Regions from separate parts of the Mus musculus genome. Here region 1 is linked to region 2. Evidence: chromatin contacts called from public promoter capture Hi-C data. All regions are on one chromosome and are shown on one strand. The core of a region is the stretch at or near the end of the contact, and the rest is flanking DNA. Distances in the headings are between cores, read along the strand shown. Region 1 holds the start of Ubac2 (ubiquitin associated domain containing 2). Region 2 overlaps Uggt2 (UDP-glucose glycoprotein glucosyltransferase 2).

What was found. Promoter capture Hi-C pulls out the DNA fragments that hold promoters and counts their contacts.
Region 1: a contact with region 2 is called in a promoter capture Hi-C map of pre-B cells, with 5 times the contacts expected there. The contact joins the promoter of Ubac2 here to the enhancer-like site in region 2. A contact is called at or near these places in 6 of 39 promoter capture datasets (fetal liver, hematopoietic stem and progenitor cells, hippocampal neurons and 3 more) and 1 of 115 datasets of contacts at active chromatin or transcription factors (astrocytes).

Annotation. Positions count from the first base shown.
Region 1 is chr14:121,876,480-121,881,247 of GRCm38.p6, forward strand. It overlaps Ubac2 (ubiquitin associated domain containing 2), which reads left to right and starts at 2,127. Exons shown (of 9, transcript NM_026861.2): 1 at 2,127-2,295. The coding sequence starts at 2,265. It overlaps 1810041H14Rik (RIKEN cDNA 1810041H14 gene), which reads right to left and starts at 2,929. Exons shown (of 2, transcript NR_130999.1): 1 at 2,729-2,929; 2 at 380-532.
Region 2 is chr14:119,005,147-119,009,852 of GRCm38.p6, forward strand. Uggt2 (UDP-glucose glycoprotein glucosyltransferase 2) reads right to left here. Exons shown (of 39, transcript NM_001081252.2): 32 at 3,853-3,948; 33 at 2,917-3,001; 34 at 1,999-2,181. Among named protein-coding and RNA genes, the nearest start is that of Dnajc3, 70 kb to the left of the region's middle. Within about 2 kb of position 2,090, at least 375 of the 459 cell types and tissues checked have an H3K27ac peak or open chromatin away from gene starts, as enhancers often do. A contact at or near this core is called in astrocytes, fetal liver, hematopoietic stem and progenitor cells and 3 more, where this site is marked.

The DNA.
Region 1 (4,768 bases), core at 877-3,376, 2.9 Mb after region 2:
CCTACATACATACAAGCAGACCCTCATACATGTTAAATAAAAATGAGCCTTTTAAAAAAACATTAGGAATACTGTTCTAAGCCACTGTCTTCCAAACTAGCCTTTATCTACTACAGATAGGAACTGTGAAGAAATCTCTGAGAATGATTAAACGCTGAAAATGTTAAAATTCTTCAATATTAACCCTGCGTGCAACTTAATCCCTTCGCTTAACACTTCTGACATAGGTAAAATATATATCTAAGTTGTCCCATATTTTGGTATCACTACTTTTTTATTATAAAAACAAAATTATGTACACTTGTTACAGAGTAAATATTTTAAAACAACAGAATGGGAAATGCTTTATTTCAGGTGCAGAACAAGACGATCAAGCCTCTTTTCACAAAATAATCTTTAATTCAAGGAGCTAATGGGTTCTCAGTAAGATTTTTGGTGACTTGGGTTGTCAGTGACTTGCACACTGGCTGTTGCTACTTCTTGGTGTTTATAAATCCAGGTGACCAGAACTGCTGCACTGATGTTCACGATACTGGAAGAGGAAAAAAAAAAGTGTTTCCTGTGGAATAATTTTCAAGAGTTTCAAGTTTTGACCACTTCATTTTTGGTATATTTCCACTCAAGTGTTTTCATTTCCTATGAGCCCTGAATTTGTGACGATTGAGTTTTCATGTTGATATCAGTCAGTATGTGCAACTGCTACAAAACTTCTGACTACTGTTCATCTCACAGCTTTCTATCTTTTCAGATTTCAGATCTTCCAAACATACTAATGTTCAACGGAATGAGGAATTTACTTCATTTCTTCCTCTCTAACCCTGATTAGATAATAACCTTTTATAGTTTATATTAGTTTACCATAAGTGGTTACTATCTATAATATATAGGACTTAAGTAGACAGGATTAAATTTCAAAACAGTAATTTAAGAGACATAATGTGACTTTGAAGCTTTCCTTAAATCTACACTATCCCCCTCGTTTCTATGTATTTAACCACTATAGGGCCATTTCTTAGATGAATCAGGCAAAAATGTCCAAATTCAACCATTCAGTTTTGACACCGGGTACTTTCCTAGGCAAACCATTTTAAGGAAGAATGCTTTTAATGCCTGGCTCAATACCCTGTGGGGATTCCCTGCGCACTTCTCTCTTTTTAGTTTGTTGTGATGTTTTGGATGAAGTATATGAAGAAAAGCTCACCCAGAGTAGGTCTGGAATTAGAAAAGCAAGCACTTAGATTAAATGGCATTTTTCCCTCCATAAAATGTCAAAGTTTAAATGGTGGCTTCTAGATTACTTGCAACTGGGGATCTGCCTTAACACGCACTTGGTCGTCCTGCAGTTCCAGTTGGTTTATCAGGCGCTGGTTAATTGGAAAACCTTACTACTCATGGATGAAAAAGAACGGGAAAGGAAAAATACACGTTTTAGCATTACTACAAAAATCGGCCGGGTCTTCTGAACACCCTTCAGTGCTCCCAGGGACCCCATAGTTTGAGAACCAGTCTTAAGTGGGCTACAGATTTTGTGGGAATCAGCTTCTGCGAAGATCATAAGGAAATAATTTTCCTGCGAAATAACTCAACTGGATGAACATACAGTCCCCCCCCCCCCCCCCAAGCCCTGGCTGTCCTGGAACTCACTCTCTAAGACCTGGCTGGCCTCGAACTCAACCTCCCAAGTGCTGGGATTAAAGGCGTGCGCCACCACTGCCCGGAACAGAAAGCTAAGTGTATTTTTAAAACTTTTTCTTCTACTAGCCGTCTTGTCCACCCTCACCCCAGCAACCCCAGGTGCTTGGTGGGTCACCGGAAGCAGACTGTTCACTGAGCGCCAAGGCCCACACGGAAGTACTGAGCATGCGTGGGACTCGCGGCCGTCTCGCCCAGTGAAAGGTCAGAGGTCTCGAGAAAGGCCTGGTGTTCTGTGGCGGAAGAACCGGCTCGCTCACGGCGCTTCACGCCGTAAGGTTCTGTACTGGGAATTCTGGCATGCGCCAAACCCGCCCCGAACTACCGGAAGCAGCTACCATCCGGCTCGCCCGCACCTACGCACTTCCTCTCTGGGAAGGAAGGGGCGGGCTCTGGCCGAGTGTGCACGCCCCACGGGCTGCGCATGCGCCTTCTTCCTGGCGGCTCCGGAGCGCCTCGCCGGGCCGACTTCGCTCGCTGGTTGACAGTGCGCCTGCGCGGTCGCTGGGGGCTCTCCACCTCTGCCTCCCCTCCCCCTGACGCCCCGCGGGGGCTCCGGGCCCGGCGGGACCATGTTCACCAGCACCGGCTCCAGTGGGCTTTGTGAGTACCGGTTCCCTCATCCTTGGGCCGCCCTTCGCTCCATTCCGAGCTCTTCCCGGACCCGGCTCGGGGCAGCGGGGGACTCGGGGTTGCAGGAGGCTGGGGGCCCCTTGCCTCCCGCGCCCGAGCCTTGTCAGTTCTTGCTCTTAGGGGGCAGCGGGCGCCGCACCCACCATAGCCCCGAGGGCCGAGGGGGTGCCACGTCCATTCCGCTCCCGGCGTCTCCCACAAGGTGCGCAGCAGCTCCTGCCCTGCTGCAGGTGGGCTGGGCAGTTAGGGTCCAGCCGGGTGCCCCGCTCATCTCGTGGCCCGGGCCCACGCACGCACTTGGCGACTCGAGTGCGGGGCTGGAAGATGTTCCCGTGGGGGCGACGCTGGAACCCTGCTCGGTTCCCTCTCCCCCTTCATTCATACAGGCTTCTTTGGGACCCACCTGATTCCTGGAACGTGTGAATTTCATCCTCCGCTCCAGAATCTGCCCCCTCAATATTAACTTCCACGTACATCTTACCCGTTGTCCTTGAAGAGTTTTTGCGAGCTGAAAAAGTGAGCGCTTTTCAGTGAAGTTAGGAAGTCACTTGGCAAGAGAATGCAAGCTTTGCTTCTGGATGCCGCTGCACTCTCCAGGAGTGTCTGCGGTGGTCAGCAGGTAGAGGGCGGAGAAGTTTATTCAACCTCCAGGCACCCCCCCCCCCCACGACATTATGTTGAGTTGACTTTAGAGAGTGGACTCTTAACTAAACAGTGTTGAGATTAGGCATTGATACACTAACAGCAAACTGTTTGAACAAGCCGCAGTTCGCAGTTTCTTTCTCTGTCGGTATTTCCCATCTCTGCGTGTGAAGTTAATGTTGCTAGAGCACAGAAGTGCCTGGCATCTCCAGATGGTACATTCTGTTGTGAACGTCATGAGCCTTTCAAAGAACACTCCTGTTACATAGTCTGAGAGCTGACTGTCAGAGCCAGCGACATAATTTAAAGTCGTCCTCACCTCTCACCGTAATCTCAGGCTTTGAAGTAGGTTTAATGTTGTTTATGATCTCCATATTTAGTACCTAATTTAAGTTATGGAAACGTTGACGTATTGGCCCCAGAATCCATCAGAACTACTAGTGAGTTGGTCTTCAAACTACTGTTTGGATGAATAAGGTAGTGTGGCTTTCCTAGGGTTACACTATGTGGGTGGATCTGTCAACAGCAGATTTCTTCGATTTTAGTTGTTCTCAGCATCTTGAGGCACCCTTTTGTACCAAACATGTAAAAGTTAAAAAGTGACAGTCTGGGGACATGGCTCAGTGGTTATGAAGCTTGTCCTGCAGGCATGAATATCTGAGTTCTAATTCTCAATACCCATGTAAAAGCTAAGGCATGCAGTGTGTGTCTATAACTCACCAGTGAGAGGTGGAGGCAGGAGATTCCCCAGGGCTTTGCTGGCCAGCCAGTTTACTGTGTCAAAAAAAGTGGAGTGATTCAGAAAGACATCCCAATATCAGCATGCACACAGGTATACACGTGCACACACACGTGCGCACACATATGCACACGGGAGAAATCTGATCGAGGGCAGCACAGTATGGATTAGGTTGTAGTCGCATTTGTAGCACAGCTTTAAGAAAGGTAATCATTTGTTATAGCTGGCATGGGTGCGTGTTGAACAGGTGTGTTCTCAGGGCCAACTGTAGCCTAGGGAAAGCTGAGGTTATAGGTCCCTCTTGAGCTCCCTCGAGCCGGTGTTCAGAGCGGAGGAGTTACTGGGATGGCTTAGGTCATGCTTTAGGTGTGCATTTGACAAGCATCCAGGACCTGTGAACTGTTTGGTTTTGGAAACACGGTGTTAGGCAAGTCTTAGGTTCAATGTTTCTGATTTTGACAATAGAGCTTAGTGGTGGTTCTCCCTAGATCAGTCATTTGGCCGTTCCTGAATGTAATGACTTTTTCTTTTTCTTTCCTTTTGTTTTGTTTTGTTTTCTTTTTCTTTTTTTTTCAAGACAGGGTTTCTCTGTGTAGCCCTGGCTGTCCTGGAACTCACTCTGTAGACCAGGCTGGCCTCAAACTCAAGAGATCCACCTGCCTCTGCCTCCCAAGTTCTGTGATTAAAGGCGTGCGCCACCACCTCCCGGCTTGTAATGACTTTTCTTGCTTCAGTGTTTTCTCCTACATAGCTACTCCGCTGAGTGATGTCCTTTTAGGTAGGCAGCTGTGTGGCTCCGTGGTTAGGTCAAAGGTCTGATCCTGAGGAAGAAGCAAGCACCCTCAGAGGGGTGATTGATACATCTCTGCCTAGAGGCTGTGACTAGCCATCTTTCTGGCCATTTCCCGCACCTGCCTGCCCATCTGACATTTGTGATCAGGAGATAAAGGTGCTTTAGTGCTAACACTTCGCTCCCCTCCCGTTCATTCAGTTGAGGACCTCCTGAAGCCCTGCATGGTTTACATAGACAGTAATGTGGTAAACAGAGTAAAGGAGTCTAGC
Region 2 (4,706 bases), core at 840-3,339:
GGAAAGACCCATGGTTCTAGCTGCATATGTAATAGAAGATAGCCTTGTCAGTCATCAGTGGGAGGCAAGGTCCTTGGTCCTGTGAAGACTCTATGCCCCAGTGTAGGGAAATGCCTGGGCCAGGAAGCAGGAGTGGGTGGGTTAGTGATCAGGGTAAGGGGGAGAGATAGGGGGGTTTTGGAGGGGAAACCAGAAAAGGGAATAACATTTGAAATGTAAATAAAGAAAATATCTAATAAAATTATTAATATTTTTAAAAGTATAATAAGGCCAGAGAAATGAAATAAAGTTGTTAGTTGAATGAATAGTTTGGCTTGGGGAGTTTTGCCCTATCCATCCATCCATCCATCCATCCATCCATCCAAATGTGTATGTCTGTTTATATGCATGTGTGCAGGTACATATGCACGTATGTAAGCATGCATGAATATTTTCGGAGTTGATTGTGACAAAGAGTTGGGCCCGGCCAGAGTGTGGGTATATGAATGTTTGAATGTATATGCGTCTGTGTACATTTGCCTGTATACAGCATCTTAATTCTTTTTTTTTTTTAAAGATTTATTTATTTTATTAATGTAAGTACACTGTAGCTGTCTTCAGACACTCCAGAAGAGGGAGTCAGATCTTGTTACAGATGGTTGTGAGCCACCATGTGGTTGCTGGGATTTGAACTCCTGACCTTCGGAAGAGCAGTCGGGTGCTCTTACCCACTGAGCCATCTCACCAGCCCCAGCATCTTAATTCTTTTCCTTTCCTTCCTCTGTGGTTCACAAAGAGTTAACCAGCTTAGCCAGAGAGGCTTCTGGCTGCTGACTCACCAGAGTAAGGAGCCCAGCAATAAATTTTTGCATTTAGTCCCCTGCTGTTCTACAATGAGGTGATAAATAGTCTCTGGCCTCAGAGCTCAGACGGCAGTGGCTTAGACTTCACCCAGGCAAGGGCCCTGCTCTCTTCTCTGCCGTCTTTTCCTCCCGGTTGGCTTTTGTTTCCAGGTGGCCTCATTCGTGCTTCTGCACTGAGCTCCTCATCCTCCTGCCTCACTCTCTGCAGTGCTGGACTTAGAAAAAAAGCTGCCCCCATCTCCACTCCATGCTTATCAGCAAATTCTAATATAAAACCTGAAAATACACCTTTGTCCTTGATATGTCGTTTATATCCTGTGAATTCACTTTATATACACGAACACTTAAGTATTCCTGCATTAGAAATTCTGTACACTTGTCAAATATTTTCATGATTACTGATGACAAATATCCTGAAATGAGCTAATAATTCTATACATACAGATTTGGAAATGAAGGTGGCTTTTCATTATCTCCAGCTAAATTTAGAGCCTTTCCTAAGTAAGTCATGGACAGATGGAAACTTGATGGTTTCACTGTTGATGGTGGACGCAGGAGAGAAGGGCCACACTCACCACTCACCGCTAACCTTCCCAGCAAGTCAGCAGCTAGAGGAAAACCCGTGCATACCCGCGCAGGTGCGCGGAACCCGTGCATACCCACGCAGGTGCATGGAACCTGTGCATACCCGCGCAGGTGCGCGGAACCCGTGCGTGCCCGCGCAGGTGCGCGGAACCCGTGCGTGCCCGCGCAGGTGCGCGGAACCCGTGCGTGCCCGCGCAGGTGCGCGGAACCCGTGCGTGCCCGCGCAGGTGCGCGGAACCCGTGCGTACCCGCGCAGGTGCATGGAACTGTTTTTATAACGAATAATGTACACATGTCTTAGTTTTACTTGCCAAATTATACAATAATAATAATGGCTGTTTCAGATAGGAACTGCCATGTTGTACGCAGACGGTACTTCTTGTCACACTTTCCCGTCTGCGCACGCTCTGCTAGTGTGTTTTTAAACTCCAGGTTCTTAGTGGATATAAAAAATGTCGTGTCGTGTATGTCTAAAAACTAACAGTGACAATCAATGAGCAATGCAAATCCTCATGTTCATGTTCAGTTAGATGCAAAGCAAGCTTTAGTAAAAAGTAATCGCTCTTGTTACCTGGTCAGCATCAACAAATATGACTTTGTCCACAGCCAGTGGGAAAAGGACATCAAGGAAAAGGATTTTGTAACCCCAAATGATTCGCTGCTTGTCAGTCTGTTGATGAAGCCAGTGGGGCCACTTATACTGCACAAGCTCATACTGGAATCCATATTCCTTAGCCATGTGAGGAATTACCTCCTAGACACATATAACAAATCAAACAATACATTTTAGAAGAAGCTTACTATAAATCATTATAAAGAAACTGAAAACTGCTTAAATACTATTCTAATAAACTTGTTCCCAAGCTGAAAGGGAGTGTGTGAAGGAGGAAGGGGAGGGAGCGGCAGCAGACGTGTCTGTTGGAGGAAGTACGTCACTGGAGGCGGGCTTTGAGAGTGTTGAAAGACTGCTTCAAGCTTGTGGCTCAGCCTCCTGCTCCAGCTCACGCCCACTGCTTGCTGCCTTGCTTCCCCAAACAGACTCCTCAGGAACTGAGACAGACAGGTAGTTAGGCCAATGACCTTCTGGCTGGAGGGAGGGCCTGGCTACTGTGAACAGAGCAAAGCTACAGGCTTACACCTGCGCACTCACCAGTGTTTATGTTATGCACGAAAGCACCGTACGAAGAAGAAACAGAGAGAAAAAGCAAACCAGAAAGGAAAACCCCGTTTTGAAGAGGCATTACTTTTGCCATGAAGTGCTGCAAGGTTTTTATCCAGAGAATGGTTTTTCTAATTAGTGATAGCATCTGCTAGGACGGATCCTGTATTGTGTCATCTCAGTCCATGTGTTTTCCACTCCCATGCCCTATTTGGCAAATACACATTTAAAAACCTCACATTGAAAAGGGAAATGTTTTCAGAGATTACAATGGTAACAAAGAAATTAGTATCAAGCTTTAGCCACATTGTAAAATAGCCATGTGCTTACTTTAAATGTTGGCGAGAGGTAATTCTTCAGAAACCAGAACTTCACGGGAGTTTCGGTGTTCCGCAGAACAGAAAGCATCATAATCCTAAGTCAAAGGACATGGAGACAAATACAGGGTAACTTATATTCAGAGGCCTTTAAATGATGACTTATGAATACACATTGTGAAATATGTAGAGGTAAACTAAAACACCTTCAGACATTATGGCTGTGACAATAGGCAGTGCATAAGGATGTAAGGGTGCAAATATCACAGAGCCACTGTGTGATCAATACAAGGCTTTCAGAAGAGAAGGGACTGGTGCATTCTGGGACTCTGCCATGTGGTTGCTTTACCCAGGCCTTTCAGTGAAGGAGAGAGGCGCGCCCCTGAAAGTGCTCTCTAAAGCACCAGGATCAGAACTGAAATATCTCTGAGGCATTCTTTGTGGTCCTTTATATAAACTCTTAAAAATATTCTTTAAATTCTGAATACCATCTTCTTCTTCTCCACTGACTTCGTTCTTTTTCCAAATATGATATTCCTTCATGGGAAAGGAAAATTTACAATATATATTTTTTCTCATTATCTTGTTAAATTCAACGCATTTCTAACATTAATTAAAACTATTCTAAATCAAATCAAATTAATAAAATTTAAATGTATTTTAAAACTTACATGTAAAAAGCAAGCTGCTCACTGGTGTATACCTTGTTAACATTTAGGCAAGAAGAACGCACAAACCCAGTGGATTTGCTCCTCCAGGGGCCTTTGGCAGAGAATATAAATAATAATAATAATAAATAATAATAATGGCGGGTATGAAAATAAGCTAATACTTTGGCAGAAACGGGAAAAAAAGTTTATTTCCTTTTGAGGTTCATTCTTTCATTTTGCTGAATTCCGATCTGTGTAAATGTGTAACTTTCTGAAACTATGAGAACCTTCTCACCTACCTTAGAAAACGCTCATATAAATGGCCAGAAGCAACTGAAAAAATGTTCAGGATGTCATTTTCCTTTTTCTCATCTTTATGCAGACTTTTTGTGAAGCTTGTAATAGAAATACATGACAGTGAATTATTAGCATTTATTAGTATATATTATAACTGTAACATGTAAATAATATGCATCAAAACACCATTACATTGAATAGCCATCTGTGCTGACAGTTGTGAGATATTTATATTATAGTATGTTAAATGTTGGGGGTATCATTTGAGCTCTGTGAGCTTTTGTAGACATGGAATGAAATTAAACTTTTTCCATTTTCCATAGTTACATAAAGTTTTGTGACTTCTAAGAGTTCTTTTGAGAATCAAGAATGAAGTACAGCCTGCCATGTTCATACCTCGTGTGCTGGATCTTAAATGACCAATAGTGTGGGAAGCAACAATACATTAAGCAGAAGTGTCAGTCATGGACAACAGGGTTTCTGGGTTTCCAGTAGGAGTGTGGATGTTGGTCATGAAGCATGCACCTCTAAAACACTATGTAACATGCCTGCAGAGGTCCAGAAAAAGATTCACTGAGCACAGGGCCTGCTCTGTGGAACCCTGCCCAGGTCAAGCGATGGGATCCCAGGGCTAGGCAGAGGAAAGCAGAATCCTGGGGACTTGGTGCTGGCAAGTCTAGCACACAGTGTTAATGGATGGTTGCACTCAGTAAGCAACCATCTCAGAAAACAAGGTGAGCGGCAGCAGAGCAGGCCCATTGGACTGATGGATGGGTGTGTGACACTGACATGGCTGTGTGACACTGACTTTGTACATGACACAGTTGTACCTCACACTAAAGTTACTACTGGTGGG